5 separate regions of the Mus musculus genome follow, and regions 1, 2, 4 and 5 are each linked to region 3. The links are chromatin contacts, called in public ChIA-PET, HiChIP or PLAC-seq and promoter capture Hi-C maps. All regions are on one chromosome and are shown on one strand. Each heading gives the region's core, a stretch centred on a gene start, on an enhancer-like site or on the middle of the called end of the contact. The rest is flanking DNA. Distances are from core to core; before and after follow the strand shown.

Region 1 (5,446 bases), core at 1,847-4,346, 580 kb before region 3:
CGAGAGCTGATAGTGGGGCAGGACTGATAGCCTAACCCTTGCAAAGAATGTGATGACTGAGTAACGGGCCAAGATTTTGGCCACCAGTGGGAAGAGATGATACTTTTATCTGCTCCTGTATCTAGAATCCCTTTGAAGTGTTTCCCTTCTATAACTAACTCTAAAGTTGGCCTGGAATCAAGAGGCATTATTAAGTAAGCAGAATCATTTTCAGCAGAGCCAATTTCTCTAGCAGCTTGAAGGACACCAGGGGAGGGGGAGTAGCCATGTAGGCTTGGCAAGACTATTAGCTGAGCTATTTTATCTCCTTGTGCTATAGAAAAAACACCTTGAGGACAGGAACAAAGAACTTGAAGTTCCCCCTCATAGTCTTGATCTACGACTCCAGGGTGGATAATGAGGCCTTGTAAAGCCAAGGAGGCCTGGCCCAGTATTAGGCCAACACTTCTGGATGGCAGAGGCCCTTTGAAGTCAGTGGGAATGGGCTGCATCCCCATTGAGGGTGTCAGCATGAATCGAGTGATGGCACAGAGATCCACTCTTGCTGAGACTTCTGCAGCTCTGTGGACTGTAGTGTCTGCCTGTTGTGAGCTGGGATCCCATATGTTTTGGGGCCCTGGGACCTGGGGCCCAGAAACTCGTTTTTTGAATTGTCTTCACTTCTTTTTGCCTGAGGTCCAGACTGAATAAATCTGCCTCTGACGTCTTTAATTGAACGACTTGAACGACACTCACTGGCTCGATGATAGCCTTTTCCACACCTGGTACATAGCCCTAGCACTTTTTCTTTTACGAGTGCCTGGCAGTCTCTTCTCATATGCCCTGGTTTGCCACAGTTATAGCAGACCCTGTTATTACTATTTGTATCTGAACGCCTTTGGCCTTGCAGGATGGCAGCCGCTAACCCTGCATTAGATAAGGGGCCTCCAAGCTCACGGCATACCCTTAACCAATCTTGCAGTCCTTTGCTCTTTCTGGGTGTAATTGCTGCTCTGTATTCTTGAGTGGCTTGCTCATAAATCAACTGTTTCACTAAAGGCATTGCCTGTTCAGAGTCTCCAAAAATTCTGTCTGCTGCCTCTGTCATTCTAGCTACAAAGTCTGAGAATGACTCCTGAGGATTTTGTATAATTTTTGTCAAGTATCTTCCAGACTCTCCCTTTTTGGAAAGTGCCTTCCACGCCTTAATGGCAGCAGTGGAGATTTGATTGTATGCTCCCCAATCATAATTCGTCTGATTATTAGCATATTGCCCTTGTCCTGTTAATAATTCAAATGTCCAATTTCTCTGATTGCCTTCAGCAGTGGCATTGACTTTGGCCTGTGTCTGAGAAGCATCATGCCACAACGCTTTCCACTCCATATATTGCCCCATATTAGGGAGTGCAGCCTTCACTGTTGTCTGCCAGTCTCCTGGGGTCATGGCTAAAGTAGCAAATCTTTCAATTTGGGAGATAGTGAAGTTGGCACTAACTCCATAATTGCGAACCGACTCAGCAAGTTCTTTTATCTGAGTATACTCCACGGGGGCGTGTACTCGCCCTCCATCTGCAGCTTCAAAGACAGGAAATGCCTGATATAATTTTTTCTTTTCCTCCTTTGAAAGAAAAGAATCAGAATAAAATTTCTCCACATAAGGTGGAGGTGTATTGAGACTAGAAGGCCCAGAGGTGGCCTGTTCTGTGTCTCCAGTAACTTTTAATTTTTTCTCTGATTTCTTCACTCGCCTTTCCTCTGGATGGTATCTTTCTTTTTTATAATGAGCTGCCTCATAATGCGACTCCTCTTCCTCAGAGGAGCTAAGCTCATCTGCTTTTAAACTATCAAGCTTTAAAGCCTCTAGTTCCTTTACCGGATAAAGGCTTTTCCTTTTCTGAACTTTCTCCTTTTCCTTTTTCTCTCCCTGAGGACTTATCCTCAAATTTTTCACTTCCTCTGACTCAAGGTCTCTGGAAGGGCTTTTTACTTTGTGCACATTTTCCTTTTTTGGAGCTCCTAACCTTTCACACCATTCCGTTTCTGCCATGCTGTCCTGTGCTTCTTCTAATATTGCCTGCCCTGTTATTATTGCTGGACGGCATCTCTCATCCTCCAGACACGATCTCACCAGTTTCCATAATGGCATGGTCCCTGCCTTTAATTTCCCATTCTGTTGTTCCTTAGCTAAGTCTTCCCTTAATTTCTCCCAAGAGGAAAGAGTTAACGACCCTGAACACGCGTACCAAGGTGATATACGTTCTATTTCCTTAATGAACGTTTCTAAGGTTCTTGTAGAAACTTTTATCTCTCGCTGTTTTAAAACAGAGTGTAGAGCTGTAGTTACAGAATGTGAATTTCCCATACTGCTCCCTTATCTACGAGAGGCTTAAATATGAGACGAGCACTGCGGCTTATATACGTCCGTCTGACTGTGCTTCACAGCATTCAAAACTTTTTCTTTCAGCGCCACTTCTGGTGAGTGCAGGATCAAACCAGGAGAAATAGGGTTAACACAGCCAGCATGAGAACAAAAGGCTTTTAGTGCCACCTTCCAGTTAAGGGGAGGGATTAAGAAGGATCAGAGTTACTTACAAGGATTCAGCATGCTCTCGGAATTCCAAAATCCACCGTGGTTCTGAAATCTGCTCCGGTTGGTCGGAGGGTCTCCTCTAGGTGCCTGCGTTGTTAAGGCGTTTTTTCCCGGGTTTCAGCACCAAGTATCCCGAGCTTATCCCCGTCCCGCGGGAAATAAACACAGGACACACCAGATTCTTCCACGGTTAACTTTTACTTCTATATCATATTGAGGTAGACAAAGAAAGCTCAGAAAGTGTGTGGCTTAAATACTTTTGGTGACGTGTCTAAACTAGGACTGGTAGCAACACCCATGATCCTCATGCACCCTGGGGATAGGTTAAAGCCCCCAGGGGTTGGGCAAAAGCCTCGGAGATGGACTGGTGACTTTGGCTGGCTGTGCTCACGCAGCTGCGCACAATGAGGTTTAGCACCATCTAGTGGCGGCACGTAGATTGCAGCCCTTTACACTTACTGGCTTTCTCTCCATGTCTTACTCAGATTGCTTTCTTATACAATCCATGGCGGTAGCCACCAGCTCTGGGGGCGGCACCGCCCACAGTGGGCCGGGCCCTCCCACACCAATCATTAATCATGAAAATGCCCCCATAGACTTGCCTATAGGCCAATCTGACAGAGGCACTTTCTTTTTTCTTTCTCTTTTTAAGATTTATTAATTTATTTCACATGAATACACAGCAGCTGTCTTGAGACGCACCAGAAGAGGGCATTAGATCCCATTACAGATGGTTGTGAGCCACCTTATGGTTGCTGGGAATTGAACTCAGGACCTCTGAGAGAGCAGACAGCGCTCTTAACCTCTGAGGCACCTCTCCAGTCCTAGAGGCATTTTCTTAAGTGAGGTCTCTCTTCCCAGGTGACTATAGTTTGTGTCAAGCTGACAAAAATTAAGCAACAGAGACAGCACGCCATGCTATGTCAGCAGCTTCATGCATACTGCATTTTCTGCAACCTCCTCATTGCATGGAGGGGTCATGCTGAATCATTGCCCCACCCCCACCCCCAGCTCATGACATTCATTTCACTGTGTTCCCCTTGTTAGTTTACACTTTAGATAAATTGTGGCCATCTTACTGCATGTGAAGTGACATTGCATTATGGTTTTCGTATCTACTGCCTGAATAACAATAATATTGCAATCTTTCTGTGGGCTCTTTGGTTATTCGTGTAGCTCCTTTGGGCAGATGTCTGTTCCGTGCCACACCCATTTGAAAAAATCTGAGTTCTTTGTTGTTTGTGTTTGTGTTGTTGCAGGGCATCTGCCAGTGAAGGCTACCTGGACATGGGTTTGAGCAGACAGAAAGTTGATACGAGCCGCCAGTGACTAACTACACTGGGCGTTTGGGATCCCAGGGTCGCCCTGAGCCTTTCTCAGAGGGACTTTTAAGCCCACAAACCATATTCCGGGTTGACGTACTTCAGTTAACAGAAAGCAGAGGTACAGAAGCCAAAAAGCAAGGTTAGTACTTTTAGGGACTTTCCCCGGCTTTGACAGATTAGATTTTTGTTTTACTTTTGGCAGGTGGTGCTGAGTTTACGGCCAGAATGGCACTTCCATCATGGAGTCAGTTGTGCTAAGGTCTGGGGGCCTACTGGCTATCATGTGCCCTTGATATTAAAGTCACATCAGATGCATTTTCTTTTGTTATGTTGGTGGTCTTGTCTTTTACTTTTTTCACAAGGTTCTTTTACGGACAAACATTCTGACTTTGATCAAGCCACGCTCACCTGTTCTTTCTTTTGAGGTCTGTGCTTTTTGTGTCACATCGAAGAATCTGTTGCCAAATCTAAGGCCATAGATTTAGGCCGCCGATCATTTTGAGTTACTATTTCTGTGGTGTGACGTGAAGGCTGAACTTGGCTCTTTCTTGCGTGTGAAACTGGTTCACCGATTGCCGTCTATTAAAAACATTCTTTTCCTATTGAATGATCTTGACAGTCTTGGAAAATACCAGTCGGCCGCATAGAAATGGATTAGTTTTTGTATTTAAAATTGTATTTCCCTGGCCTCAACGTTTATTTTTATACCCATTGTTTTGGTTATTTTTATTTTGCCACATGCAAATTGGAAGGAATAAGTATTCTGTTATTGCTCAAAAATATAACTTGATTATCTAGACTCTCTAACAATTCTGTATAACTGTGAGGGCTTGGGTCCTCCCGCCCCTAAATACTTCAATAGGGCTTGTGCGTAAATTGCTTCATGCCCAACTCTTCTTTCTTTCTCAGACTATGCTACGACACTCGGTAAGGTTTCTTAGCTGATCTCACAGATGCCAACCCAGAAATCCCTTCCTCAGGAGGCTAAGCAACTGCTCAGCACCCCATTTGTGTTGAGTTTGGAGCCATTAAGCCGTTCAGATACTCAGGGTCGACCCTTTCTCCCAGAGCTGGCTGAGTACATCGTTAAAAGACAGCAGCATGGCTCTGTCGTACATTTGTTCCGGCCCAGAGGCCACACTTCTGAGCACAGTGTCTTAGAGAGCTGGTGAGTCAGTGCTCAACTGAGGAGCTGAAATTGGACCAGCTGGGGTTTGGAGGCTCGGCTGAAAAGCAGGCATGGAACTCAAGCTTAGCTTTCGAGCAACTTTCCCCCTTTCCGGGTGTGGGTGTATTTTTAGTACTTTTGTAGCTAAACATATATGTGTGTATACATATATATATATATTCTTGGAATATTATATATACTATGTATGCTAAGGATGACACACACACACACACACACACACACATATATATGATATATATATAGAGATACATCCCAGGAATGGTTTCAGTTGCATGTAACAGATTTATTTTTCTTTACACAGTAAAAAAAAAAAGTCCAAAGGTAGGTAGGTGGTGTCTAGAATTAATTCAGTCACTCAAATAT
Region 2 (5,411 bases), core at 2,767-5,266, 550 kb after region 3:
TTTGGTTTTTTCGAAACAGGGTTTCTCTGTATAGCCCTGGCTGCCCTGGAACTCACTCTGTAGACCAGGCTGGCCTCAAACTCAGAAATCCTCCTGCCTCTGCCTCCCAAGTGCTGGAATTAAAGGTGTGCGCCACCACTGCCCGGCTAGAAGAATTTCTAAATGCATAACATCTACCAAAATTACAGCCAGAAGCTCTCAATAATTTAAACATTTAATCCATCACAAATCATGAGACAATGTCAGAAGCATCCTTGGAACCTCTGGCAGACCCACACCTTTAATCTAATGCAGTCAGATCTCTGTGAGTTTGATTCCAGCCTTGTCTACTCAGCAAGATCCAGGATGGCCAGACAGGGCTGCATAGTGAAACCCTGCCTCCAAAATTAAAAAAATTAAATAAAGATTAAACTCTCATGGGGTGGTTGTGGCACATGCCTTTGATCCCAGGCAGGAGTACAAGGGCATCAAGTCTCAGATCAGCCTGGGCTACACAGAGAAACCCTGTCTCAAGTGGGGGGAGGGGAGGGGGGGAGGGGGGAGGGAAAGAGGGGGAGGGGGAGAGAAGGAAGGAGGGGGGAGGGAAAGAGGGGGAGGGGGGAGAGAAGAGAAGAGAAGAGAAGAGAAGAGAAGAGAAGAGAAGAGAAGAGAAGAGAAGAGAAGTAGAAGTCAGTCAAGTCTTTACTCAAAAGTCCAGGACCAGACTGACACTAGAATTCTATCAAACGTCCAAGAAAAATCTTACAGTAATTCTTCTTAGCTTGTTCCACAAAATACAAAGTGAAATTACACTTTCAAACACATTCCAGGAAGTCACTATTATCCTAATAACAGAACTAGATCATGACACAACAGAGAAAGAAAACTACAGACTGAAAATTGTGTGGATGAATATAGACGCAAAAAATTCTTGACAAAGTACTTGCAAACCACCTTCAGGAGCGTCTCAAGAAGAGCATCCATCATGATCAAGTGGGCTTCATCCCAGAAAGGCAAGCTTTAATCAACATGTGTAAATCAGAAAATGTAATATATCATATAAACAGCCTTGAGGATAGAAACCACACAACCGTCTCAGGTGACGTCAAAGAGGCATTGACAACACTGAACACTCCGTGATAAGAAATCCTGGACCTGTTAGGAACATATGGAGCATACCTGAAAATAATAAGGGATATACAACCTAGAGCCAATATTAGATGGAGACAAAGTGTGAGCATTTATTCTCGAGTCAGGAATGAGACATACAGTGCTTGTTCTTTCCTCTCTTATTTGATATATTGTCTGAAGTCTTAGCTATAGAAATTAAATGAGACCATAAGGGGAATAAAGACAGAATACAAAGAAGTCAGACTACATTTGCACATGACATGATGCTATACTTTAGAAAACCTTACCTAAGAAACCAGAAAACAGCCGGGCATGGTGGTGTGTGCCTTTAATCCCAGCACTCAGGAGGCAGAGGCAGGTGGATTTCTGAGTTTGAGGCCAGCCTAGTCTACAAAGTGAGTTCCAGGACTGCCAGAGCTATACAGAGAAACCCTGTCTTGAAAAACAAAACAACAACAACAACAAAAGAAACCAGAAGACTATAGCTAATAAACAGTAGAGTTGGAGGACACGATCAACATTTTAAGAGACAGTAGTTTTCATATACACCAATATATTCACCAAGAAAGAAATTAGGGAACCTATCCCATTCAAATAGTTTCCCCAATCCCCCAGGGAAGTTCCTAGGAGGACACGTAAAAGAAAAACATCTCTACATTGAAAATTTCAAGGGGCTGGTGAGATGGCTCAGTGGGTAAGAGCACCCGACTGCTCTTCCGAAGGTCCAGAGTTCAAGTCCCAGCAACCACATGGTGGCTCACAACCATCTGTAACGAGATCTGACGCCCTCTTCTGGTGTGTCTGAAGACAGCTACAGTGTACTTACATGTAATAAATAAATAAATCTTTAAAAAAAAAAAAAGAAAATTTCAAGACACTGAAAAAGGAAATCAATGAAGATATTAAACAATGAAAAGGTCTGTCCTGCTCTCAAATTGGCAGAATATGTGAAAACGTCTGTACTACCAAAATTGTCTATAGATTTAATGGATATTTATCAAATTCTATTATTATATTTCCAATGCAATAGAAATAATTTATGGCTTCATATGGAACCACAAACAACTTACTAATAATCAAAGCAGTCCTAACATAAAACATACCTTCAAATTATACGGTAGAGGTATAGAGAGAAAGACAGTCTAATACTGGCATAAAAACAGACAGGAAGGCCAATGGAACAGGTCAGAGGACCTGGAAATAAGCTGGCAAACCGTGTCCCCCCGCCTCTAGAGAAAAGAGGCAAAACCATGGGGATTCAACAAATGGTGCTGGCAAAACTGGACATCCACCTGCAGAAGAATGAGGTTATGGCTTTCACTTTATACAACAGCCAGTGGATCAAAGACTTTAAAACCTGAAGCTTGTAGCCAAAAACACTGGAAATACTGTTCATGACACTGGGGAGGCAAGAACTTTCTGAATGGTAACTAACCCCAAGTCTCAACAGATGGGATTAGTAGATTCATGAAGTTACAGAGCTGAACATCAAGGGAGACTATCTGTGCATCACACAGGCTACAGGATGGGCAAAAAGCCTGTCCAGCTATACCTCAGACAAGGCTCTGATATCTCAAATTCATAAAGAACTTCAGAAAATAAGGAAATGAATCTACCAGGAACAAATGGCCCAATAAATCGAACACAGTTTTCAAACGCTGAAATATGCACCCAGTAACTATCTTTAAAGAACTTAATGTCCTGAGCCACCAGCAAAATGCACACTGACACTGCTTTGCCATTCTACCCCACCCTAGTCAGAATGGCTGACAAGAAATCTGACGAATGATGGTGAGGAAGCAGAGAGGAACTCTTTTTTTTTTTTTTGAGACAGGGTTTGTGTGTGGAGCCTTGGCTGTCCTGGAACTCACTCTCTAGTCCAGGCTGGCCTCGAACTCAGAAACCGCCTGCCTCTGCCTCCCAAGTGCTGGGATTAAAGGCATGTGCCACCACGCCCGGCATAACAAATAAGTTTCTTACTTTTTTTTTTTTTTTTTTCTTTTTTTGGTTTTTCGTGACAGGGTTTCTCTGTATAGGCCTGGCTGTCCTGGAGCTCACTTTGTAGACCAGGCTGGCCTCGAACTCAGAAATCCGCCTGCCTCCGCCTCCCGAGTGCTGGGATTAAAGGCGTGCGCCACCACGCCCGGCCCAACAAATAAGTTTCTTTATAAGATAGTAATCAGACAGAGACGGAGTTAAGGGGGTAGAGAGAGGGCTCAGTGGTTTAAGGGCACGTGCAGAGGACTGGCGTACAAACATGGTAGCTCGGAAGATCAGTAACTTTAATACCAGGGTATCTGCGCTCTACTGGCCTCCATGGGTACCAGGCACGCATATATGTACGGTGCACATATATGCATGCATGCATGCATGCAAAACACTCATACACATAAAACCAGCCTAAAACCACATTATTAGACAAAAGATCCAAACGCTGCATAATTCAAAACCCAAAGATTGAGCGAGTCACAACAGCAAACCATCCCACAAAATCAGGGAATCAAGTATAAAGATCTTGTGCAGTTGAGATAAAAGTGTTGCCGGCGCCTTCCAGGTCCCAGAGTCATTTGATCCACGGCCTCCAGGGATCCCCACACCAGGATTCGAGCCAGTGGACTAGTAACCCCCGGGGCAACGCCTCCGAACCCCCTCCGGACAAAAACAGGAAGCTGAGCCCGGAAGGAGGAGGGGCTGCGCAGGCGCACTGACTGCACCCCGCTTTCCTCTCAGGAGTCTAAGGACAATGCTGGGCAGTCTTTCCGGAAGTGGGGGCGGAGCGTGGCAGGGACCTCAAAGTCCCCAGGCCTTGACTGGACCGCGCCCGGTACTTTCCGAGCCGCTTGCTCGCGGAGAGAGCGTGGCGTCAGCGGAGAAGCTGTGCTGGGTGGAGGGGCGGGGGCGTTCACGGAAGGGGCGGGGCGCTGGAGGGGGCGGGGCGTCGCGGAGGGCCTAGCTGCCCAGAGGTAGTCTCCAGCTCCGCGGTGCTGCTGAGGAGAAGGAGGAGAATGTGAGCCGCCGCCCGGCCTCCCAAGACGATGCTCGCTGTCGTGGGCGCGGCGGCCCTGGTGCTGGTGGCCGGGGCGCCTTGGGTGCTACCCTCAGCTGCAGGTGAGCCGAGGGGCCTGTGCGAGGGCCGGGCACCATGGAGGGAGAGCTGGGCGCGGGTGACCAGAGTCCGCGACGCCCGCCCCCTGCGCCGCTCTTCAGCCTGAGGACGCTACCCGGGCCGAGCCTCAGGGCTGCTGGTGGGCGGGAGACCAGACAGCAGCAGAAATGCGCTCCCAGCCTAGTGCGGTTTGTCCCGGGCTGAGAGGAGTGAGGTGAGAGGCCCCCTAACCGGCCCGAAGTCAAAACCAGGAAACCACTGGGCTAGTTACATCGGGAGAATGCCCACTAAGGGGAGAGACAAGAGTTTTCATAGTGATGTGAGGAACCTAAAAAAGACGACCTAGCCTCACTCCTGGAGGAAAGTTCTGATTCCTCTTAGAAATCTGTATATCTGGGAAGTAAGTGATTGCCCCAAGTCTCACCCCGAAGATGGCCCATTTCTGGCTAGACGTGCATGATGTACATGCAGGCAAAGTGGTCACACATATACAGTAAATCGGAAAAAGACTATTATGAACAGAATACTGTAACTGCTACAAATGCTCTTGGGTCTTTTGTTAATCTCATGAGCACATTTGCTGCTCTTTCTGCACAGAATCAGTAAATCCCAACAGTTGGACTGGAGATCAAGCTAAGAGGATACGGATAACAGGATAGAGTCAGTTTAGGGATGACATCAAAGACTCCGTTGGTGGTACTGGAAGTGTGGCTCAGTGGTAGTGTGCACTTAGCATAGACAGCACTGAGAAACTGACAACTCAGAGTGGGGAGACTTGATGGATAGCTCCTGGTGGCTGAAAAGAAAGAAATTCAGACATCTCAGATGCATCCTCTTACATAGGATGTAACTAGAGGCAGTTCTGTAACCCTCTGGAGTAGAAGCTTGACAGGCGACATGACATGATAGTCTGAGGCAGAAGTTTTCAAAACAGGAGATAACAGTGGAGCCAGACATAGCGTTAAAGGACACTTTTTAAAGTTAAAGCCTCGTTCGGGCTGGAGAGGCGGCTCACAGGTAAGAGCACTTATTGCTCTTGCAGAGGGACCTGGATTGGTTCCCAGCACACAGTTGGTGACTTGCAACCTTCCCTAAATCCTGCTTTGTTCCAGGGGATTGGAATACACTTTTCTGACTTCCTTGGCTATGGGGCACATGTGGTGCACACACAAATGTGCAGGCAGAACACGTATAC
Region 3 (5,419 bases), core at 2,083-4,582:
CCTAATGTCCAACTCTGATCTGAGGCTAATATTTCTAATATTTTATGAGCCCCTTACACGGAGGCTCCCTTGGTAAAGTGCTTGCTCTGTAAGGTGAGGGGCTGAATCGCAGAGCCCGTGTAAAAGGGCCAGTGTGGTGCAGTGCACTGAGAGTAGGGGTATCTAGGGGAAGGTAGAGGCCTGGGGACCCCTGGGGATTGGCTGCTGGCCAGCCTGCTCTAAAAACCCAAGGTCACACAACACCCGTTACACGGGCCTCACACATAGATCCCCTCCCTGCTCTGGCACAGAGGCACCCACCCACAAACGTACTCACAAAACTTTATAATGACACTTCATAAAAATCACTGGGAAGGATTTAGGCAACTGTGCAGGTTGTTTTTTGTCAACCTGGCACAAACCTACATATAGCCAGGGAGAGGGAACCTCAATTGAGAAACCGTCTCCCTCAGATGCCTATAGGCTAGTTGTAGGGCATATGTTTGAGTCATGACTACTGAGCACACGTCAGGCGTCGCCACTGGATGGGCAGATGGTCTGGGGTGACAAAGAATGAACAAAACCTGAGGAACAAGCCAGTAGGGGTTTCCTTTCAGCTTCCTGCCTTGACCTCCCTCAGGAACTAAAACTGTCAAAATGAAAAAAACCCTTTCCTCCTCAAGGTTTTTGGTCATGGTGGTTTTTTCTTCCTTCCTTCCTTCCTTCCTTCCTTCCTTCCTTCTTTCCTTCCTTCCTTGCTTCCTTCATTTCTACTGTTGTTTTCTTTCTTCTTCACAGCTACAGAAAGCTACTGAAGACGGAATTGGTATGAGGACCATGGCACATCATGACAGACCTAACCATTGGAACTCTGTGCTGGAAAAGCCACGGAGCCCTCAGCACTCACTGGGCCATTGGAGGAGCTCCAAGGCAGAGAGCAGGGCAGATGATGCAGGTTTGCCTGTGAACGTCAAGAGGGAAATCAAGACTCTACCTGGGCCATTCGTGTGGTATTTTGTATTAAGAATCTTCCCACATTTAATCCCAGCACTTGGGACACAGAGGCAGGCAGATCTCTGAGTTCAACCCACCCACCCCGTTGGTTCTGCTCAGCCAGAGCTGTAAGACCAGACCAGAACCACTGCAGTGTGAAACCCTTGCCAGGGCTGAGATCAGCTGTGACTAAGAAAATAACAATATCGTTAAGACAAAAACCTTCTGGGATAAGCTTCCTGAGGGTCAACGGACAGAGCTGTTGTCTAGAGGGGGCCAAAGCCCGCTCATGCCTGCAGCCAAACTTGGCCAAGTGTATGCACCTTCCAGATGGTACTGATTGTGAGGGCATGAAGAGTCATGGAGAACAGTAGAGGCTGGGCATAGGAAGAGGCCAGGTCAAACTTCAGTTTCAGGGAAACCCCAGGATTGAAAGGATCATGGAGAGAGGCTGAGGCCTGGCATCATGATGCAGGGTGAGAGAGCCCAAAGAGAGGCCAAGAGGCAATCGGTGCCATTGGTAAGGGGAAGCCTGCGGTTCCGGCAGTTTGGAAATGCCAACACCATGGGATGACCACCAAGGACAGCAGCAGCTACGGAGTGGAGCCAGCCTCAGCCTGTGAGATGTGTTCTGTGGGCCCTGCAGAGCAGAGGGAGCGGAGAAGACCCTGAGTCCCGCACCTCTGACAGCGAGCTTCACAGGGCTGCACTTCAGTTCTCCTTCCAGTGCGAGTGCGCTCATGGTCTTCCCTCTTGGAGTGAGATTAGGTCTTTTTACAGGTGCCCGGTAATGGATATTACAGAGAGGTTTGAACTTTGAAAGAGACTGCATTTTTAAAGTGAAAAAATTTAAAAGCCTGTGGAACTTCTGAAAGTTGGAATTTGTTTTATATTGAGATATCCATATTAATAAGGTCTTGGGGATAAACAAAAAGGAGAGGGTTATGGTTTCATGGTGATATGTCGATTGGTGTTGACAAGGAAGCAATTGGTTCTGCTTGGCTTTTGTTGACCTGGCATGAACATAGACGTATCTAGGAAGAAGGAACCTCAACTGAGAAAATGTCTATTTCAGACTGTTTGTAGGCAAGTCTGTAGGTAAGGCATTTTCTCAATGACAGTAAGGGGGGGGGGGGTAGCACTCTCCGGGTGGTATCACCCCTAGGCAAGTGGTCCTGGGTGGTATGAGAAAGCAGGCTGAGCAAGTCGTGAGGCGCAGGCCAGGGGCAGTGATCCTCCATGGTATTTGCTTCAGTGCCTACCTCTGTGTAGATTCACCCATGCAATTCTTGTTTTTTTTTTTTTTTTTTTTTTTTTTTTGAGACAGGGTTTCTCTGTATAGCCCTGGCTGTCCTGGAACTCACTTTGTAGACCAGGCTGGCCTCGAACTCAGAAATCCGCCTCTCTCTGCCTCCCAAGTGCTGGGATTAAAGGCGTGCGCCACCACCGCCTGGCTCACCCATGCAGTTCTTACATGCTGCCCCACACTTTCGGTTTATGATGTTAAAGACCCGGAGGTTCCCCCCACCCCCTAAATGTTTTACTTTTAATATGTCATTTAATATTGAGCCTTCTTTGAAAGCAGTTAAGTTTGATTATATATATAAAACGGGTCTTAAGGCGTTCTCTATAATGTAAAAATCATGTGTTTCCTAGGAGACAGAAAACAACACCAAGGCTCTCCCGGTGAGAACTTTCATGGGCGGCTTCAAAGCGAAGAGACTCAAGGGCCAGGGCTTTTAGCGTCTCAAACTGTCCCCCTTCCCTGCAGCCACCACTCACTCCACCCTCACCCTTGACAACTCCCACCGTCCCCGATCCCTCAGCTCCGTCCCGCCACCTTTCGACCCAGTACGTTCGCACTTCCCGGAAGCCCAAATCCCGGCTTAGCTCAGCCTCACTTGGCATCCCGGCTGCTCTCCTCCGAGTCGGCGGTTGGCTGGCGAGCCTGGGTTTCCTCCAGCCGTTGGTCTTTCATCCCCGGTCAACCCTGATGCTCCTTTCCCACCCCGGGCTACGGCAAATCTCCCCAAATCCTCGCGACCCCGGGCGCTGCCCCCTGACCCCGAAGCCGCCGGCCTCCCTTTCCGCACCTGAGCAGAGCCGGTGCACCTTCAGCCGCCCGTTGTAGACGCGGGCCACCTGCGCCGTGAGCTCTTCCAGCTCCGTGCTCCCGGGCGCCTGCAGTAAGAACTGGCTCTCGTCGCCTCTCTTCACGTGCAGCACAACCATGGCTGCGCCAGAGGCGCCGCCGAGGTGGCAAGGCTGCGGGGCAGGGACCACGAGGCCCGAGCCGGGTCGGCCGGACCCACACCAGCCTGAGATTAACCGCTGCTCCGAGGAGGAACCGTGGAACGCGGCTCACGCTTCAGCCCGGAGGGATGAAGAAAACGGCGCACGCTCGCGGAAGTGGCTGTTGCCAGGGGCAACAGTCAAACATTGAGCTCGTGCCCAGTTAGAACTCGCGCCTGGAAGGCCGGAGGCGCTGAAGAACAGGTTGTGCGGGCCGCACAGTCGCCGCTCCCGGAAGTAGCTGTTGCCCGGGCAACCAAAACCCAAACTAACAGCTAGAGGCCTGTGCGGACGGTCCGGGGACTCGGGAGATGTCCGCTGGAGGAGCATGGCGACTCCTGGATTAAGAATGAGAGCGAGCGCTGGGCACTATGGGAGCATAGCCGCCGCCAAACTCAGACTGGTTTCGCGCAGGCACGGATCGCTTCCGGAAATGCCTTCTGCTTTGGGTCTCCGGTCAAAAAGTGGGGAGCGCTGCTGCTGTGCAGAGCTCATTTAGTTCCACAGCTGTCTATCGCCCGTCCCATGGAGTCTCGGTCCCCCACAATCTCAGATAGGGCAAGCGGGCGCAGCGCTGTTCTTCCAGGGCGCTCAGACACAGCTGAGGATCCCATTTTAGTGTTATAAAGAGAAAACAAATGGATGGAAGAAAATCAAATAGAGGAGTAAAGAAAATTAGCAAAGAAAATTAACCTGTGCTTTGAAATGATCTCAAACTCATAGTTTCGCTAAATGGTGAGGGTTTTTTGTTTGTTTGTGGTGATGGCACATTAAATTTTTTACTTGCCAATGGAAATTCCTGGAAAGAAGCTGTGTAATAAAAACAGCAGTGATGTGGAGAGGCTGTGAATCTGCGGGTCCAGACTGATTACCTTGTCTCTGTTAGCTATAGCTCCTAGAACAGACGTCCATTGCCCTCCTATGGGTCAGAAATAACTTGCATATAGGCTCTGAAATCTATAAACGTAGCTTTCACTAACCCAAAAGTTAAGAATATCGTCAAATAGCATCTGGTAACTAAAGAAAAACTTCGTCTTACTGTATATGCCTCTCTGGCATTTCCACCAATGTATTTTAAACTTGCCATGACTTACGACTTTGTCTTAGAGAGCTACAAAACTTTGTGAACATGGAATTTGGGGTAACCCAAATCTGTCATGGTCATTCATTCAAATTTGGCTTCAGAATAAACTACCTCTTATTCCCTGCATGTATTATGTGCACACACACACACACACACACACACACGAATGTGGGAGTGCACACATGCATAGAGAGAAAAAAAAACCTCTTCCCTTTTGAGTAAAGAAGTCAGCTGGTGATAAAGACATATTTATTTCATATGACAGCACATCTCACAAGATATGTACAGAATGTATACCAGCAACTTTAATACTGTACTTCTATAAAGTATATAGTTATAAATACTGTATGCCACATAAGCGATAAACCTCTTACATACATATAAACAGCAATCTACTAGAGAGAACAGAGACTCACAGAGATTCTTAGTGTCTGTTTTCTGCTTTGACCAGACCTGGCAAATACACACGATGTCGAGTTCTTTGTAGCAAACTTTAACTTGCTTTGTGCGTTTCAGCAGCTACCAGACTTCCTGACAAGGCAGAGCTATTGCTCTGCAGACATTACAGTGGTTCACACCTGAGGGAGTCACTGCTCAGGGCTGCGATCCACACTGCTTCAGTTTTCTAAAGTGGATTAGCTTGCTAATGGGGAGTGGATACCATACACACTACTCACACAGATGTTACAGCCACAATCTCAACAAGTTAATTCACATTTTGAAGCACACTGCTCTAGTAATACTGCAGTTTAAAAGCTACTACTGTTGAAATGATTAGAACCCCAACAAGCACGATCTAAAACTCACAAGAGTTATTGCTAACAGCGAGTGATGGCTGCAGCAGAGTTACTTCTATAAACACAGGATTGTGATAACACTGAGCATTTGCAAAGGTGCTCTGTCCTAACAGATCTGCTCTAGGAGAGAAGTGCGATGCAGCCTGCTGTGCTTTTACACGGAGGTGAGGGCAGCCATACGTCCTTTCTAATCTTACAATACACATCTTTAAAGGTTCAGGTAGGTAGATGTAGGAACGTGGGTGTAAGCACATAACTCTCTTTTTATATAAAG
Region 4 (5,824 bases), core at 2,542-5,041, 530 kb after region 3:
ACTGTTGTTCAAAAGTTTGTTATTTGTAGCTAATCTAATGCTCATGCAATAGACAACATTTCTGCAAATGAACTGAAACTTAAACATGACACTGTTAACAGCAGAACTGACACTTCCGCTGTTTATATGAACGCACGCAGGAAATGTCAAACCAGTAAGAATCTGATCAGACCACCGGGTTGTTAAAAACAAAACAAAACAAAAAAGTCACCATAAAGACGACCTTTTGTTCACTGGCCTGACCTGTTTCCCATTGTCCTCCTGGTATACACATTAGTTAATCACGGGAGGAAGCCATCGTAGTAGGACGGCATCTTCCTTAAAAAGAAACATCTACAACTGCTTCAGACGTTGAGTTACTATTCATTCATATGGTTCTTTACAAAATTTCACAACTGTTGACAACATATAGAAGTTGCTTCATAAATTCTTAAAAGGATAAAAAAAAAAAAAACCCTGTGGTTTTCTTTGCTGCACTATGTTGGTGAATTAAAACATATTCCTTACTCAGCAGTTATTAAACTATTATTAGACGGTATTAAGAAATATGGCTCGAGACTAGAAAGGGTCACACTTCCCAGTAAGCACTTTCCTGTTCTTCGGCCACATGTGGGGGAGGGCGGCAGTTTCTAGGGTGTCCCTTTCAGAAGTAAAATACAGTAGTCACAAAGCCATGCACTCAGCTGTGACTCACTAATAAACTAAAGCTGTAGCGCCCAGATTCTGCTTTCTAAATCATTCTAACAAAAAGAGAGACGTGTTCTGGAAAGGCGGCTAATCTCCAGGCTGGGCAGGGACAGTATAAACGCACAAGAAGCTACCAGTGGCTTTCAGAAAGCGTGCAAGGCTTGGACAGATGCAGTCATAAGAGCTCTGCCTGCCCCTGGAGAAAGTGGAAACAGCCAACATGTTCATAAATTCTCCAGATTAAATGTTTCACACACTTTGAGCTCATTCTTCTCAAAATAAAAACTAGTCTTTCAACTAGTCTTTCTGTGAATTGAAAAACTTTTACACAATATATTTTTGTATGTTCCCCCAACAGTTCCTCCCTAACTGTCCTTTTTCTCTCCTTAACAAACAAAGCACACAAAACCAGAAATCAAAATATACAAGCAAAAAAACAAAAAACAAAACAAAACAAAAACCCAGTAAGATTAAAAAAAAAAACAACAAACAAACAAAAGGAAGACAAAAAGTCACAAAAATACCACTGTGTTCTGGGCATGAGGCCTACTTAGCTAAAGTGTGGCTAATACACCCAGTGAGACTCCATTGGAAAAAACTACAATTTTTTCTTTACCAACAGGTATCAGTTGCAGGTAGCTTCTTGGTTAGGCGTTATTGTCTGTCAGGCCTCAAACCCAGGACAAACAGCTGAGATGCTATGAATAGATCAAAGCAGACTCTAGCCATCAGGATCTCCCAGCACCCCTAAGTCCCTACATGGTACAGTGTACTCGTGACTGGCATTCCTGTCCTCTACGCTAAACTTCTCCAGCCCAGGGCCTGGACTGAGCTGCCCTTCCCCCAGCTGGCCCTCCTTATATAACCCAGCCACTCTGGCTACACTGGCCTCTTGCCCTCTTGGCTGCTGCTCCTGGGTCCCCTGTGTCTCTCCCCTCCTGGCTCTCCTCACATGACTGCTTCAGTTTGCCCCTCTGTCCACTCTGGACTCTTCCAGATGTCTCTGACTCTGGCTATGTCTCCCTTGTCTAGAATAAGAACCTCAACCCCGCCAGGCAGTGGTGGGGCATGCCTTTAATCCCAGCACTTGGGAGGCAGAGGCAGGCACATTTCTGAGTTTGAGGTCAGCCTGGTCTACAGAGTGAGTTCTAGGACATCCAGGGCTACACAGAGAAACCCTATCTTGAAAAACCAGAAGAAGTAAAGAAGAAGAAGAGAAGAAGAGGAAGGAGGAGGAGGAGGAGAAAGAAGAAGAAAGAAGGAGGAGGAGAAAGAAGAAGAAAGAAGAAAGAAGAAAGAAGGAGGAGGAGGAGAAAGAAGAAGAAAGAAGAAAGAAGGAGGAGGAGGGAAAGGGGAAGGAGAAGGAGAAGGAGAAGGAGAAGGAGAAGGAGAAGGAGAAGGAGAAGGAGAAGAAGAAGAAGAAGAAGAAGAAGAAGAAGAAGAAGAAGAAGAAGAAGAAGAAGAAGAAGAAGAGGAAGAAGAAGAAGCTGGACCCCTTCTTTTTTTCCTTTATTTATTGTCCACATCCTGCTCTCGGTGTCAGGATACCCTGTGGCTGACAGTGTGCAGGCCTTGTGTGTGCTGCCACAGTCTCTGAGTTCACTTGTCTATCAGTCCTGCTCTATCTGGAAAACACTACCTCCTTCAGTCCTCTGTCACCTCTGACGCTTGTATCTTTCTGCCTCCTTTTTGGCCTAGACTCTTGTGCCTTGGTGGGGAGGGATTTGGTGGAGACATCACATTTAAGACCTTAAGCTCTAAAGTCTCACTCTCTTCATATTGTTTAGCTATAGATCCCTGTATCAGTTGTTCTAACTCAGAGGTTCTCAACCTTCCTGATGCTGTGACCCTTAAATACAGCTCTTCATGTTGTGGTGACCCCCCAACCATAAAACTTTCATTGCTACTCCATAACTGCAATTTTGCTACACTTATAAATTGTAATGTAAATACCTCTTTTCAGATGGTCTTAGGTAACCTTTGAATAAGGATCTCCAGCCAAAAGTTGAGAAACACTGTTCCAACGAGTTTGCAAGAACTCTTGGACAGTGGGAAATAGAAACTTTAACAACCTTAAGTATGTGTCACTGGTAAGGTTCTTCCCAATGACTTAGTAGCCACGACCAAAAACTGTTGGATCCACAGATCTTTAGGACTTGTTCATTTCATGAGTCAAACAGTCGTGGGGGTTGATTCTTTCGTTTTTGTCATTCAAGGAGCTTGGGTTTGAGCCTCTTTGTCTTGTTTTAACAACAGTTGTCATAGCTGCAATAATAACCCTAAGAAGATCTGAAGAGAGAGAGGGAGAGAGAGAGATTGATTCTCTGGCAGCCCAGGCTGGCTCTCCACTCCCAATATAATGGGGGCACCCTGCTAACTACCTGCTGAGGTTACAAACATGTGTTACCATGCCCGATTCAATTATTTCATTTTTGCTGCCACGGGGTATTGAACCCAGGATCCCATGCATGCTTGTCCAGAAGCTGCCGATGTCCTCATCCATCATCTTTAAATTTTATTTCCATAGCGTAGTCTTGAGGTATGTAAGTAAATAACCTTCTCAAACGCAGGCTCGAACTCTTTACGAATAGGTGTCAGGGAACCATAATCTCAGACCACCCCAGCCCCTAGGATGTCACCTCTCCGCACACTGGAAATTACCTGCCTCTCTGATACCACCGAGGGTGCCCGGCACCCGTGGGTTCCCACACTAGGTTCCAAGAGAGCCCTTGAGGAACGAGCCATAGCTCACACACACACACAAAACCAAGAAACGAAAGCGCTCAGTGCAGGAACTCTGAGCAGGCGCTCTAGCAGCAAACTGAGTTCGCCTCTGCTGTTGGAACAATTAACGGTGGGCTTCCGGAAGTGGGGAGGGTCATGACCTGTCAGGAAACGGAAATTAAGAGGACAGTGACTGCATACTACAGGGCCTTTGCAGAGGGGGCGGAGCTTTCATCGAGGGGTGGGGCCTGAGCGGAGGGCGGGACGGGGGCGGAGCAAATAGATGGGGTGTTCCCGAAGGGCAGAGCCCGGGCTGGAGGGTGTTGCTAGGAGGGCTGCAATGGGCCAAGGATTTTTTTTGGCGCGTCACTTGAAGTGACAGAAGACGTAAGAGGTAGGGCTGTCGTAGGCTCGGCGTCTCTGGTGCTGCTGGCCCAGGCACCTCGGGTTCTGCCCGTAGCCTTAGGTGAGCGAAGGCCGAGCAACGGGGAGTAATTGCTGGGCGCAGGTAGCTTGAGTCCAGCGCTCTCACCCCGACGCCCGCCCAATGGCTCTGCTCCAGCCTGGGATTCTGACCCGGGCCCGAGCCTGGGATGGCTGGTGGGTGGGAGACCAGAGAGCAGCAGAAATGTGCTTTCCAGCCCTAGTGCGGTTTGTCCCGGGTTAACGGAGGAGTGAGATGAGAGTATCACTCCTAACAGTCGAGCAGGCTAACAAAACAATAACAAATAAGCCAGGGAACCACTGGGCTAATTACATCGGGAGAATGGCGACTGCTCTAAGGGTGAGAGACAAGAGAGATCTCTTCATAGTGATGAAAACAAACAAACAAACAACAACAATAAAACCAAAAAAGACAGCCCGGCATCCCAGCCAGAACTCCTGGAGATAAGTTCCGACTCCTCTCAGGGAGGTAAGTGATGCCCCAGGTCTCACCCTGAAGATGGCACACGGTGGAATTCATGCTAGCAGCGTGACACAGCCCAGGGGGTTGCTTTGGAACCTTTGTTCTTGGAAAGTTTTATGTTCAGCTCAGGGTGAAAAGAGTTTTATGTCTATGTTCATGTAAAATTAACAATTGAGCAGGGTGTACATTGAGAAATTAATTTTCAGGAGCTAAAGAGACGGCTCACTGGTGCTGCTGCTCTTTCAGAGGACTGCTGTTGGCGTCGTGGCTAACTCTAGGGCAGTGTTTCCCAGCCTTCCTAATGCTGCAGCCCTTTAATACAGTCCCTCGTGCTGCGGTGAGGCTCAACCATAGAATTATTTTGCTGCTACTTCATAACTGTAATTTTGCTACTGTTATGAATCATAACAGGCAACCCATGTGAAAGGGATGGAGACCCACACAGGCTGAGAACCCGTGCTCTACAGCCTCTTAATTCCATCTCCAGGAAAATCTGATCTTCTGACCTCTGCACGTATATATACTTACACACACACACACACACACACACACACACACGCATAATTAAAAACAAAAATGACTCAAAATGTGGTGGCACCCGCCTGCAATCCAACACTGAGGTAATTGAGGAAAGCGGCTCAGGAGCACCATACCCTGTGCTGGGTGATGTGAGCTTGTCTCCTGGAACTACATTAAAGATGCTGAAGTGGATGGCCAGGTGGCGCGTCTGATAGGATCTTGATTATACCAGTCATTGAGTGTATGAACTAATTTAACGTTCAGCCAGTTAACAGTTATGCCAGTCATTAAGTGTATAAACTAAGTTAACTTTCAGCCAGTTAACAATTACACCAGTCATTAAGTGTGTAAACTCATTTAACTTTCAGCCAGTTAACGATTACACCAGTCATTAAAAGCGTAAACTAGTTAAACTTTTAGCTCTCTGTTCAGCTACTATCCATTTTACAGGAGTGGAAGCTGCAGCACTGAAAGACGAAGTCGCCTACTCACACTGTACAGCCAGTTTCTGGCTTAGCAGAAGAATGTCCTTCCTTCAGAGTCAGTCCAGAGGAGAGAGCGTTGTTGCTTAGCAACTGTTGGGCTGTTGGTGTTGTTTTGTGCCCTAGTGTTTGTGCCTGCGTGTTTTCCTGTGCAGCTGTATACATTGCTTTGCACCCGGATGTGGGGGTCAGAGGTCAGGCGTCTTCCTCCATTGTTCTACATCTTATTTATTTTGAGACAGAGTCCCTAACTGAACCTGGAGCTGATTAATTCAGCTGAACTGGTTGTCCAGTGAATGCCAGGTATCCTCCTGTCTCCATCTCCTCAGCCTGGGGCTTGTGGGTACATGACTATGCCTGGCTAAGGAAGTGACTCCTCAGACTTCTGTACACACTTTACTGACTGAGCCATTTTCCCAGACTTGCTTGTGTTGATTTTTAAAATCTTGTGTCGCTCTAGGTTGCCACCCAAACTCTTGATAACTGTGGATTTCTTTCATCTCCT
Region 5 (6,046 bases), core at 3,519-6,018, 530 kb before region 3:
AATGAGGGTGGGGGAGGGGCAGGAGTGGGCAGCAGAGAGAAATGGGAAGATTTTAGGGATGGGCTTTAGAGGGAAGGAGGCTGAAAGCCGTCATAGCGCGGGAGACCCCCTAAGTAGGAGAACCTGGATGCTGCCATAGAGAAGCTGGGCCTCTCATCACGTGATCAGAGGAGCCCTGGCTAGGAAGGACAGCGGCAGGAGGCATAAGTCCTATTCTTGCCTGGGGAAAGTTGCTCTGGGTAGGGCCAGCTGGAAGCTTTTTTATTTATTTTTTAGTTGGGTTATAGTAACGTAACTGGATTTAGAAAGCAGCAGGCAACTTGCTGAAAGGAAGCTGGTTTTTTTTTTTTTTTTTTCCATTTTTTATTAGGTATTTAAGGAAGCTGGTTTTTTTAAGACACAAAAGTTCCCAGGGGAAGTCTGTACCGGTGCCACTGCTCTCTGTGAAGTTACCTGGGTCCGCATGAATCCGGGGATCAAATTTTCCAGTGGTGAGGTCAGACAAGTTGAGAGGAACAAGAGGCGCAGGTGTCCATATGCCTTTGATTTCCTCCTGCCTGTATGAGCAGCGTGACAGCCATTGTCATCCTGGCAGGGCCGGAACTCACAGAGACCCACCTTCCCAGGCCTCCCCAGTGCTGGGCTCAAACCATACCTGGTGAAGTTTTCAAATCAAATTGCAAAGCTCTGAGCTCATATTTTGAGTAGCACAGAGAAAAGTCCCTGAGTTTCTGGGGAGTGCATCCACTCCTGTTAACCTCGAGTCTTAGGGTCTGCTGGGTACCACCAGGGTTTCCAAGTCCTGTGTCCTGGGACAAGAAGCTGGAGAGGGACACATGAATAGTAGGAGCAGCAGAAAAAATTTATTCACAGAGCGCTTCTGAGGAAGGAAGTGGGCAAGAGCAGAGAGCAAAAGTTAAGATATTTGTGGGCCACTTCTGATGGCCTGGAACCTTCATAGATCAATCATACAGAAATCATGGGCCATTTCTACATATGTTCTGTTATGTATCTCTCCGGCATGGGGGCTTCCTGTCAGGTTTTTTTAATATGTATTTTCTTCTCCACGTTTTTGCCCTTATACCTACTTGCTCATGTGGGCTGTCTGGAGCCAGCACAGGCCTCCCTTAGTCAAGAAGGGACTTCGAGACCCAAGGAATGAGGAAATGCTCCTACAGGTGAAGGCTGGCTGCAGTGCGTGTGTGTGTGTGTGTGTGTGTGTGTGTGTGTGTGTGTGTGTGTGTTGGGTGTGGATGGGGTGGGGTGGGGGGATCAGAGCCCCATGTCAGTGAAAGCAACGCCTCAAGCCAACTGCCCTCACGTATCTAGTCTGTCCTCCAGCTGGGATCACCCTACTCCCACGCAGAAGTGGGACTTCTAAGTGCATTCTTTATTCCAGGTTAAAATTTAATTAGAGAAGCTCGTCTGACTCGGTTCTCAGTCGAACATTTACATTTAATAATACCAATAAAGAGAGCTTGTTTTGAAAACACGGCTGCAGGTTTGTGAAGTGTTGTTCCCATAGGATGACATTTTATTCTATTAAAAACGAACATTTGTGAGCAGTAGTTGCAATTTCAAGGCCAATTTGAAGTAATAAAACTCAAATTTCCCTCTGGAGGGGAAGTGCTGTGGCTCTTGCGCTCCTGCCTAATTCATTACTTTATTTCCCCCGCTCAGAAATGAGTTGTTGTCTTGTTCTTTCTCCCTCCTCTTCCCTCCCTTCTCTTCCTCTTTTCTCCTTTCTGATCATATATATTATATATAGAGAGAGTCATTAAAGCAACAGACAAAGAACCAGAGAGCATGCGCAATAATCCAGTCAACAAACACACAGCAGTGGCTTCCTGCCTTTAAAGGGGTCATCACTCAACAACGTATTTATTTAAATATGTGTCTGTGTGCATGTGTGTGTGTGGGGGGGGCGTGTGAGAATGTGTGTGTGTTTGTGTGTGTAAATTGCCAAATGCTAATTCTCTTTTTCTTATGATCAACTATGTATGTGGGACTGAGAGTATATACCCTTGGGCTCATACATGCTAAGTACATACAATACCACAGATTAGTGCCTCTCACCTAAATGCTGTAACAGGAATACCTGGAAAGCATTTTTGACAAACCATTTCCTGCTGTGAACTTCAGTCACAGGAGGGTTTTAGACCTTTTGAGGTTCTTAGCACATTCAGGTGGGTCTTGGGCTAATGGCTGCCCGGGTTTTCTTTGATAGCCACATAGCATGTTCTTCCCATCATCAGCTCGTTCTCTTGCTGTGCGTTTCAAACCTCATGATCCACTCTCCTACGGTTACAGACAACATTAATGTTTTCCTCCTGTTTGGTTAAACACGCCTCCCTTTTCTTATTGGAAATAAACACAAAGTTAATTAAAAATTGCTTTAAGTCATACACTCCCGAGAAAATCAGTGTGAACATTTAGTTCACGTGTGCTGCATACACATAATAGTTATGTGTAGTTACATGTACATGCCTGTATTAGTTACATGTAGTTACATGCACATGCATGTATTATTAGTAACATGTACCTACATGCACATGCATGTATTATTAGTTACATGTAGTTACATGCACATGCATGTGTTATTAGTTACATGGAGTTACATGCACATGCATGTGTTATTAGTTACATGGAGTTACATGCACATGCATGTGTTATTAGTTACATGCAGTTACATGCACATGCACATATTATTAGTTACTTGTAGTTACATGCACATGCATGTTTTAGTTACATGTGCAAGCATGTTGTATCAGTTACATGGAGTTACATGTACACACATGTATTAGTTATGGATACTGCTGACCTTCCTTTCCCCTTTGATTTCAACATTGATATCCACTATTCATACTATTTTGTAAGTACCCTGTATTTTACTGAAAATTTAGTGCTTTGCAACACTGTTAAGTCCTCTTTTAAAGTGTGATGTTTTGTGATACATTTAAATATTTGAAGTTACTGTAGTATTGAAAAGTTGGGATTGCTTCAAGATTTCCCCTGTATAAACAACACTGCTGTGACTGTCCTTGGGACTGTCTCTCTGAGCCATTTCTTAGGAACAATACTTTGAAGGGTTTTGATATATTACCAAATTGCAATTCAGAAGGATTCTGCTTCATGGCAACATTGTATGAAGTTGACTTCTAGAATATGTGTCTTGGTATATTGCTAATGGTTTCTACCACGTTTCTCCCATATGGCAGTTACTGGCTATTTCCATATTAAAGATATTAGCTTTATCTTTATTGTGTTGTAGCTATTATCTTCTACTTAGTCACTTGGCTTTCTTTCTGATTCATTGATGACTTTTTGGCAAAGGTCCATCGAGGTTTTGCTTTGCTTTCTTTAGCCAACCAGTTGATACCTCTCTCTCTCTCTCTCCCTTCCTTCCTCTCTCTCTCTCTCTCTCTCTCTCTCTCTCTCTTTCTTTCTTTCTTTCTTTCTTTCTTTCTTTCTTTCTTTCTTTCCTTCTTTCCTTCCTTCCTTCCTTCCTTCCTTCCTTCCTTCCTTCCTTCCTTCCTTCCTTCCTTCCTTTCTTTTTTGTTTTCCGAGACAGGGTTTCTCTGTATAGCCCTGGCTGTCCTGAAACTCACTTTGTAGACCAGGCTGGCCTCGAACTCAGAAATCCGCCTGCCTCTGCCTCCCAAGTGCTGAGATCAAAGGTGTGCGCCACCACAGCCCGGCGATACTTTTCTTTAGTGTCCCCCTTGTTTTCAAGCTTACATAGAGAGAGAAGGAGTTGTTGGCTTTGCTTTATACATTGTCCGTGACTTGCCAGTTTCTTGTTTCCTGAAGAAGCCTTTTTGCTGGGGTAGGGAGGCACCTTTGACTATATTTTCTCACCTGTGGCATATTGGCGGGCTGCAGGCTTTGGGGGTTCACAGCTTCTGCCTCCCAACTTTCTGCTTCTGTGATTTTGGGTAAGGTATTGAAGCCCTTTTAAACTTCCGTTTCTCCATCTGTAGCACAGTCAAATCTACTTCATGAATATTCAGTGACAACCATGCACATATGTATATGTAAATGGAGTGTGTGTTGCTTAGCTTAGAGTGTGTGTGTGTGTGAAAGAGAGATTGTATGTGTGTGTGAGTGTTGTGTGTGTGTGTGAGAGAGAGCGAGAGAATGTGTGTGTATGAGTGTGTGTGTGTGTGTGTGTGTGTGAGTGAGTGAGTGTGATTGTGTGAGTGAGCATATTGCTTTTGGGAGCACTTAATTAGCTTAAAGCATATTCATCATTGTGTTGGAGAACACATGGCAGTTATTTATGCTTTTCATTTAGATCCTCAGACCTGTTCTTAAACTTAAAGGTATTTAGAGGTCAGATTCCTTGAGCTAGCAAGACAGAGACCGCCCACTAGGTTTATCTGGACGACGGAGTTGACCTCTGAGGATAGAGGCGAGGGGGTGAAGAGGATCATGGGACACCTCTGCAGCAGTTACCCCCCCCCCCCCCCAGGGCAGGAATGCCTCTGGACGTGCAGGGACACACATGTCTGCATTCCTCAGCTTCCACACCCCTCGTATCTGCCTGTGCCATGAGCCTCTTGGCAGCCTCCATTCTCTGCCTGGGGAAGGGGCTTCTCTGTCCCCTGGTTCTTACTTTCTGCTCTTTTTAGGCATCTGGTGTGTTGTGTGTGTGTGGGTAGGTGGTGTCCCTTACCTTTCTAGGATTCATGACACCACACCAGGGATGATCACTGAACCTTCCTGGCCTCACCTCTTAGTCACCTTTATGGCCCTTTTAACGGTAGAGACTTCTTTCCAACAAGTAATTAAGAATGAAATTTATAGAGACTTCTGCCCCAGTGACCAGAGTTTTAGGGTTGGGGCTGCGTCGTCGGATGTGATTTTGATTTGATGGCTCCCACTTTCCTCAACAGGCAGCTGGACATTTCCAGTGTGTGCTGCCTTTAGCTGACCCCTGCTTAGAAGCCCCTGGAGCTCTTGAGACCTCCGCTGACAGCAGGGTCCTGGATAGGAGAATGGGATCTTGTACTGGAGTTTCCTGGAGTTCTGTTTCCAATCCCACAATGCCCTCATCCTCCCCTCCCACAAGGCCATTTTGCTCTTGTACCTCTCTGGCTGCATGTGGCCGCCAGTTGTCCCAGGATGGAGACGGGATATTGTTTCCTGTTGCCTGTGGGACACGAACACGTCTTGAATTAAAGCTAATTTTGGAGTTTGAAGTATTAAATGTCAAATTTGAAAGAGAACATGTCTAAGACTTCTTTGTTGTAAAAAGGAAGGTTATCCAAGGCCTAGGGGAAGGGACGGGAAGAAAGAAGTGGGAAAAAGAAAAGAACTGGTTCCCTCGTCCCTGCACCATGACGCTCTGTCTGCACCCCTGGAAAAGGCACCCTTCTGATGAAGTCTGCTGTTTTAATATTTCTCTACCAAAAAGTCATTTACGATAAGGTAGCCTGAACTCTTTCCCCTTTTTGTTCTGTTTAAAATGACATCAAATCAGTTTGCTATAGTATTACTTAATACATAGAATGTATGGCTATGTATAAAATTAAGTATGGTTAAATAATTTTATTTTATTTATTTTTTAAGTGAAAAACCATTTGGCAGAGAGACTGAAGTGTCAGAGTGGTCAACACTGGGGAACTGTCCCAATTGTAATTGGACGAAAACAAGACACACAGCTATGGTGGTGAACTCCTTTCTGCTTTTGTAGTTGTGAGCATGCATGTGTGTCTCTCTGTGGATGTGTGTATGTGAATGCCTGTGTCTGCAGATGCCAGAAAGCAGCATCGTATCCCCTGGGGCTGACATTACAAGTGGGTGTGAGCTTTCTAGTATGGGTGCTAAGAACCGAACTCAGGTCCTTCCTGTATAAGAGCAGCCAGTGCTCTTCTCTGCTGGGCCATTGTCCTCCCTCCCTCCCTCCCTCCCTCCCTCCCTCCCTCCCTCTCTCCCTCCCTCCCTCCCTCCTTCCCTCCCTCCCTCCTTCCCCCTCTCCCTTCCTCCATCCTTCCCTCTCTCTCTCCCTCCTTCTCTCCCTTCCTTCCTTCTTTCTTTTCCTCCC

The links. Promoter capture Hi-C pulls out the DNA fragments that hold promoters and counts their contacts. ChIA-PET counts read pairs in DNA pulled down with a chosen protein or histone mark. HiChIP or PLAC-seq counts read pairs in DNA pulled down with a chosen protein or histone mark.
Region 1: an H3K4me3 HiChIP or PLAC-seq map of embryonic basal ganglia shows a contact between it and region 3, with 4 times the contacts expected there. The contact joins the enhancer-like site here to the promoter of Cfap298 in region 3. A contact is called at or near these places in 2 of 39 promoter capture datasets (cranial neural crest and embryonic stem cells), 1 of 484 Hi-C or Micro-C datasets (cerebral cortex) and 3 of 115 datasets of contacts at active chromatin or transcription factors (the SCID.adh cell line, embryonic basal ganglia and embryonic hindbrain).
Region 2: a contact with region 3 is called in a promoter capture Hi-C map of neural stem cells. The contact joins the promoter of Ifnar1 here to the promoter of Cfap298 in region 3. A contact is called at or near these places in 5 of 39 promoter capture datasets (embryonic stem cells, hippocampal neurons, liver and 2 more), 2 of 484 Hi-C or Micro-C datasets (LSK cells and embryonic stem cells) and 2 of 9 other capture datasets (adipose tissue and pancreatic islet).
Region 4: an RNA polymerase II ChIA-PET map of memory CD8 T cells shows a contact between it and region 3, with 65 read pairs. The contact joins the promoter of A930006K02Rik here to the promoter of Cfap298 in region 3. A contact is called at or near these places in 1 of 39 promoter capture datasets (embryonic stem cells) and 2 of 115 datasets of contacts at active chromatin or transcription factors (effector CD8 T cells and memory CD8 T cells).
Region 5: an H3K27ac HiChIP or PLAC-seq map of cardiomyocytes shows a contact between it and region 3, with 5 times the contacts expected there. The contact joins the enhancer-like site here to the promoter of Cfap298 in region 3. A contact is called at or near these places in 2 of 39 promoter capture datasets (cranial neural crest and maxillary cranial neural crest), 1 of 484 Hi-C or Micro-C datasets (embryonic fibroblasts) and 5 of 115 datasets of contacts at active chromatin or transcription factors (T-cell acute lymphoblastic leukemia, bone marrow-derived macrophages, cardiomyocytes and 2 more).

What each region holds. Positions count from the first base shown.
Region 1 is chr16:90,346,850-90,352,295 of GRCm38.p6, forward strand. No RefSeq gene overlaps it. Among named protein-coding and RNA genes, the nearest start is that of Hunk, 37 kb to the right of the region's middle. Within about 2 kb of position 3,097, at least 76 of the 459 cell types and tissues checked have an H3K27ac peak or open chromatin away from gene starts, as enhancers often do. A contact at or near this core is called in embryonic basal ganglia, where this site is marked.
Region 2 is chr16:91,481,199-91,486,609 of GRCm38.p6, forward strand. It overlaps Ifnar1 (interferon (alpha and beta) receptor 1), which reads left to right and starts at 4,017. Exons shown (of 11, transcript NM_010508.2): 1 at 4,017-4,218. The coding sequence starts at 4,146.
Region 3 is chr16:90,931,517-90,936,935 of GRCm38.p6, forward strand. It overlaps Cfap298 (cilia and flagella associate protien 298), which reads right to left and starts at 3,333. Exons shown (of 7, transcript NM_026502.2): 1 at 3,066-3,333. The coding sequence starts at 3,204. It overlaps Synj1 (synaptojanin 1), which reads right to left. Exons shown (of 32, transcript NM_001164483.1): 32 at 4,581-5,419.
Region 4 is chr16:91,461,313-91,467,136 of GRCm38.p6, forward strand. It overlaps A930006K02Rik (RIKEN cDNA A930006K02 gene), which reads left to right and starts at 3,792. Exons shown (of 2, transcript NR_077219.1): 1 at 3,792-4,324.
Region 5 is chr16:90,401,328-90,407,373 of GRCm38.p6, forward strand. All of the region lies in intron 1 of Hunk (hormonally upregulated Neu-associated kinase), which reads left to right. Among named protein-coding and RNA genes, the nearest start is that of Hunk, 18 kb to the left of the region's middle. Within about 2 kb of position 4,769, at least 49 of the 459 cell types and tissues checked have an H3K27ac peak or open chromatin away from gene starts, as enhancers often do. A contact at or near this core is called in embryonic basal ganglia, where this site is marked.